Linked DNA regions of Mus musculus: region 1 is linked to region 2. A link is a contact called in public Hi-C data. All regions are on one chromosome and are shown on one strand. The core of a region is the stretch at or near the end of the contact, and the rest is flanking DNA. Distances in the headings are between cores, read along the strand shown.

What was found. Hi-C and Micro-C count contacts between places; a contact is called where the count stands out from the background.
Region 1: a contact with region 2 is called in a Hi-C map of bone marrow-derived macrophages, with 53 read pairs. The contact joins the enhancer-like site here to the promoter of Thbd in region 2. A contact is called at or near these places in 7 of 39 promoter capture datasets (the C10 cell line, the HPC-7 cell line, macrophages and 3 more), 7 of 484 Hi-C or Micro-C datasets (bone marrow-derived macrophages, nephron progenitors, peritoneal macrophages and 1 more), 7 of 115 datasets of contacts at active chromatin or transcription factors (the HPC-7 cell line, bone marrow-derived macrophages, embryonic stem cells and 4 more) and 3 of 9 other capture datasets (adipose tissue, embryonic stem cells and liver).

The regions. Positions count from the first base shown.
Region 1 is chr2:148,489,379-148,492,255 of GRCm38.p6, forward strand. No RefSeq gene overlaps it. Among named protein-coding and RNA genes, the nearest start is that of Cd93, 47 kb to the left of the region's middle. Within about 2 kb of position 1,398, at least 49 of the 459 cell types and tissues checked have an H3K27ac peak or open chromatin away from gene starts, as enhancers often do. A contact at or near this core is called in the HPC-7 cell line, bone marrow-derived macrophages, macrophages and 2 more, where this site is marked.
Region 2 is chr2:148,406,734-148,409,610 of GRCm38.p6, forward strand. Thbd (thrombomodulin) reads right to left here and starts at 1,455. Exons shown (of 1, transcript NM_009378.3): 1 at 1-1,455. The coding sequence starts at 1,213.

The DNA of each region.
Region 1 (2,877 bases), core at 148-2,647, 83 kb after region 2:
CCCCTAGCTTCTTAAATGGAGCAGTGGTTCCAACATGTGTGGATCACTGAGCCCCGTAAGCCATTGGGTAAGTGTCAGGGCAACAGAGAGTCAATCTATATGGGTTAGCTGATGAACTATATGGAAGGGTTCTGAACTGGATCTGGGTGTAAGCAGAAGGAAAGACAACCCTTGAATCTGTCTTCTCAGGAGAGCAGGGCTGGGCTGTAGATGTATGTCAAGTAGAGGGCAGGAAGACCATGCAGGATTGAGAGTAGAATAAAAGACCCTTCAAAATACAAAATACATTAGGTGACCCTGATGTGTCAGGTCACCTTCTAAAGCCTCAGGCTCATGTTTAAATAAGGCATGGCCAAGGGGACCTTAGAACACCTTTACAGAGTAAACATAAGAATCTTGGTCTGAAGCTGGGCGTGGTGGCACACGCCTTTAATCCCAGCACTCGGGAGGCAGAGGCAGGCGGATTTCTGAGTTCGAGGCCAGCCTGGTCTACAAAGTGAGTTCCAGGACAGCCAGTGCTATACAGAGAAACCCTGTCTCGAAAAACCAAAAAAAAAAAAAAAAAATCTTGGTCTGAGCTAGTCACTTATATGAAGGGAGAGGACAGGAGATGATTGGAGAGGCTTTGTCCCTGGAGTCTCCACAGTCCTGCCAGGTAATGGACAGTCACTGTGTACGGGCACAGTAGTACCTTACACACCGATTACTGTACTCGATTCACAAAGACTTGTATGTCCACTTAATTCGGAACACTGCTGCAAGCAACAGGGTCCCTGAGGAGTGAGACTGGCGTGGCTCTACTTTCTTGTCTTCACCTCTCTCCACACATACGTAGGGGTAAATTCACTCATGGTAGGAAAAAGGATAAGATTAGAAGCAGGAAGGGAGCTGGCCAGCCACACCCATCTCCAGAAGAACTGTTGAGAGACAGGAGGAGGGAGCAGGGTGGGCAGATAAATAAACCAGGAGACCGTGGGCAGTGGACCCCTCGGCACAATAACATTTCTTCCTTCCTGTGCCTAGAACAATGAGTCTCACCATGTCAAGGAGCAGCAGAGTCAGAGATCGTCCACTGATCAAAGAGAGTTTATGCAAACTGTCGCCATCAGGAGAGAGACTGGCTCACCCAGTGCCAAGGATCAAGCCATTCATTCTCAGATCCTGAGCCTGATTCTGTTGCTTTCTGTCTCCTGCTTGGCCAGAGTTACCACAGTCCCAGGCTGGCCCTGCTCCCCTGCCTTTGTGACCTCCACTAGCTCCCTCAGTATCTGCTCCCTGGATTCCAAAGTTTAAGAAGGTTGGTCAGTGCCCCTTAGGTCTTCCAGAGTCTTCTATGGGAACTGCAGAGGTTTGTTCCAGCTACCCCTCCATGTAGGAACTTATGCACAGTTTCATTCAGAGAGAGACACTTCCTCAAGTGGCTTGACCAAACTGACCTCGTCACTGTCCATTCTCCCTTCCACTAAAGTGTTCCCACCCCTCCATTCAGCCTGGCAAGAAATCTTTGTGCCCATTCTCAGATGGCTACATCCCACCTCCATCACCTGTCAGAAGTCAGCTGCAGACACCCAAGATTGACTACTGGGTGTCTATATAGTCTTCCCAGCAGCCCGCCTTTGACCCTTTCAAAGCTTGTAAAAGATTAAGGACATACCCTGTAAGAAATACCCCTTTCTTCTCACAAACCTGGCATTATTTTGGCTGACACTTCTTGTCCACTCCCATGCTCCGCTGCTCCCCCTACATTTGGGGTCGTTTTCTCTGTTTCTGGCTAATTTTTTCTGAGTTGATCGATATTTTGATTCTTAGATCATCTACACTGAGGTTGCCTTTTCCTATAAATGCATAGTAGGAAATGGTTAAAGTGTGTTAGTGTAGTACTGAAATTGTCTGAGATTCTGTCCCAGTCACAAACAAAAATTATTGGACTTAGATTAAAATGCAAGTCAGCAGCTCAAATAGCATTTTTCACTTCCTTTTTTTTCTGAAATATATTTTAATCATACTCATTTCCCTTTCCCAACTCTCCCAAGATCCTTCCTATCCTTCTTCTTATCTACTAACTTCATGTTTCTCTCTGTTTCTCCCTGTCTCTTTATCCTCTGTCTCTCCCTTCCCCACCCCCTCACCTCCAAAACAAAATCCAACAAAACAAAAAATAAACACCAAAACAAAAACTCTCCCCTCTCTCTCCTTCTCTCTCTCTCTCTCTCTCTCTCTCTCTCTCTCTCTCTCTCTCTCTCACACACACACACAAATAAAAATAAAAATACCATAGAGCCTGCCCAGAGTTGGATAGACACACCCAGTGACACTCCTTTGAAGAAAACTCATTTTCCCTGAACCAGCAGGTATGAGTTGCAAGTAGCCTCCTGAGTATCTCATGAGACTTTGTGTCTACTCTCCATGCTCAGAGCTAGGGGACTTTGTCTGGTCAAGTAGCAATTTTTAAAATAAGCTATCTAACACTAATACAATGAAAAGATACATCAATTTGACATATGCTGAGGAATGATGGCAGTAAAATATTAAGTCCTCTTTTTTGTAATTAAGCCATTGTTTCTATAAGAGCAGAAACCTGTATAAACAGCAAAAAACCAAAAAAAAAAAAAAAAACCAAAAAAAAAAAAACCACCATAATCTACAGCGGCCTTGAATCTGAGCAAGGTATTTTCTGCAGTGCCTACTCCCACTGTTCAGGACTGAGGCTGCAGTACAGTCTTGTGATGTTCAGAGGGTAAGTGCTGCCAGAGATACCTTGATCCATTGCCCATCTGATCTTGATTTAATCTTGGCCATTTTGTGGTCAGAAGCCTTTTACTATTGACAAGATTTTCATGACCACCACATTCACTCACACTATTTGGTGTCAACATT
Region 2 (2,877 bases), core at 205-2,704:
TTTCGCACTTGTGCGGTTCATCCGGCTTGGGTGCGAAGCCTGGAGCGCAGATGCATCGGTAGTCGGTGGGGCTCACTGGCTGGCACTGAAACTCGCAGTTAGATCCGAAACACGGATCCAGAAGCTCCACGCACTCTCCATCCACCAACTCATAGCCATCATAGCAGAAGCATTCGAAGCCGCCCTTGGTGTTAACACAGAGCTGGGGACATGGATTGGGCCCCTGCTTACAGTCATCCACGTCCTCACACCGGTGTCCGTCTGCAGCCAACTGGTAGCCTGTCTCACACATACAGGAGTAAGAGCCTGGCACTTCAGCGTTGCTGACACAAAAATGCTCGCAGAGTTCGTTGCACGATTGAACCACAGGTCTTGCACACGAACGTCCATCGGCCTGCAGGTCCATGTCTCTGGGGCAGAGGCATCTGGGTTCATTCGTGCTCCTATTGCACAAGTACTCACAGCCACCATTCTCCACGCTGCAATTCCAGGCTCCTGTCGCTTCCCAAGCCCAGTGTCCCTCTGAAGTTCCGGGCGGGGCCCTGCACACCAGCTCCAAGCCAAGGGGCTCCACCGCGGCGGAACTGCCTACCGGCAGCGTTTGAAAGTCCGCACCACTGACCCCGAACGGGGTGTTGTAGGTACTAGAGATGTGGGCAGCCTCAGGATCGCGAGTATTCACCGTCAGAGGCCTGCAGGAAGCTGTGAAGTAAAACTCACAGAGGAAACCCTGGGTCTCAGTCTCGCATGGCTTCTCTTCCCAGGCCGGCTCGCCGGGTGCAGCTTCAGTTGCTGTCGAGACCGTGACGCACAGAGGGCCGCAGAGTGGAGCCGTCTGGTCGTTGGGCCGCGCCCACCTGCTGTAACTGGTGTGGTTATCGCCAGTAACCCACTGGAAGCCGCGCAGGGGCCCGAGATGCACCGGGTCGTCACAGCCCTGCGGGAGCTGTAAACCGATCCAGGGCCCTAAATCCATACTGCTCTGGCTCAGCAGAAGGGAGATGACATCGGCAGCCACTGAGGAGCGCACTGTCATCAAATGTCCTTGCAGGCGCTGGCAGGCCTGGCTGGCATCGAGGAAGGTCGCGGGGCCCTGGAAAAGCGCGAAGCACTCATGCTCCACGCATTGACTGCCTGTGGGCTGCAGCTTGGCTAGTGCGGAGAGCCCCAGGCTAGCTGGAGCCAGCACACCCAGAAAGAAAATCCCAAGCATGCTGTCCAGGGGTGCACCGTGCAAGTTCCGAGAAAAGCTAGCCCTGCGCTGGTGCAGACACCCAGTCCAGGCAGAGGGGTTTCCGTATGCCTGCGGCGACAGCAGCTAGCCTCTATCACAACCTAGACGTTTCTAGCCCAGGCTCCTAGTCCCTGCGAGGCAGCCTCTAACATGCCACTCCGCTGAAGCTCCAGTTTATAAATGCGCGGCCCTCCCTCTTTGCACGTTCGGGAAAAGGAAGGAAGTGCCTGGTGGGAAGGGCTGATGCTGCGTTCTCGGATTACTGGGTTCTCCGGACGCCTTGCGCCCGCCCTCCAGCCTGGGATCACCTCTGCGCGATGAGTTAAAAAGTCTGTCTGGGCGTTGGGAGGCCCTCGGGCGTGGCCTGCAGGCGCCACCACAGAACAGAACTGTGTCAGCAAGACGACAGTTCCTGCCCCAGACTCTCCGGTATAGCCCGCGGGTAGCCTGTGTTTAAACCTCTACACACGTACACACACTCAGACGCGAACACACACACACTCACACTCACACTTCCACATAGATGCTACCAAAGTTTGGAAGATGGTCCGGTTGGTGGGGCAGGGAAAAGAAAAGTCCAGTAGAGGTGTGTCTGAGACTTGCAAGACTCTGAAAAAGGTGAGCTAAATGCAAGGCAGGAACTCAGGAAGCCTGGCTGCATTGACAATCGGAGGTTTAGGTCCCAAATGACCTTGGAGGAGGCCAGGGGAAACAATACTAGGGCAGCAAGAGGAGAGAGTGGTCTAATAACCCCAAACCCTTCTCCAGTCTCCATTCCTCTCCTGTTCTGAGCAGGCATCTCCAAGGCCAGACCCTATCTAGTTGCTTGAGAACATCGTGCAAGTTTTGTCTGGGCTCAGAGATCATGGCCCCCTTTCCCAGTTCAATTCCTGCAGAATCCTCTGGGGAAGGTGTGTTGCGTTCCTTTGTTCTGGTTTGTTTTGTTTTCCTCCAAGCCTATCTCAGACCCCTCAATGAAACTGGCCCCGGGGTGGGGAGGGGGGGAGGGGGCTTTGCAAGGAGACTGTATGAGCTACAATAGAGCCTACTTGGTTCCTTTTGACGTGATCATTTCCATCGTCATTTGAGAGTCTCAAAAGATAGAGGTGCCTACACAATCCGTTTGCTCACAAAGGGCATTGAAGAGGAGTGTCTTGTGGGCAGCTGGGAGGGGAGGAAGGGAATCTGTCACTTAAGACTTTTAGATGCTAAGCACTCACCAAGAATGTGGAGGGCTGTGTTCAAATCAAAGCTTAGCCACCTCCTCCCCACCTCTCTCATCTGCCTATTCCCCAAGCGTGCGCGTCATCACACACACACACACACACACACACACACACACACACACACACCAAGAGGACCCTGCACTCCGTGGCAGTCACTTCCACCCCACTGCCAGGAGGCGGTGCTGTTGAACTCTAGACCAATCCAAGGACAGTAGAGCATTACTTACTACAACTGCTACGGAGCAGCTCAGACTGCCTGGAGCAAAGCTGAAGGTTAGGAAATTCGTCTGTGGGAAGCCTCGCGAAGTTCCCATGGCTTACAAATGAATAGCTTCTCTGGTTCAGTACAGCTCGGACTTTAGATGAGAACAGAAGGCTGCGGTGTCCTCACGTGGAGAAAAACATTCACAGAGGGAC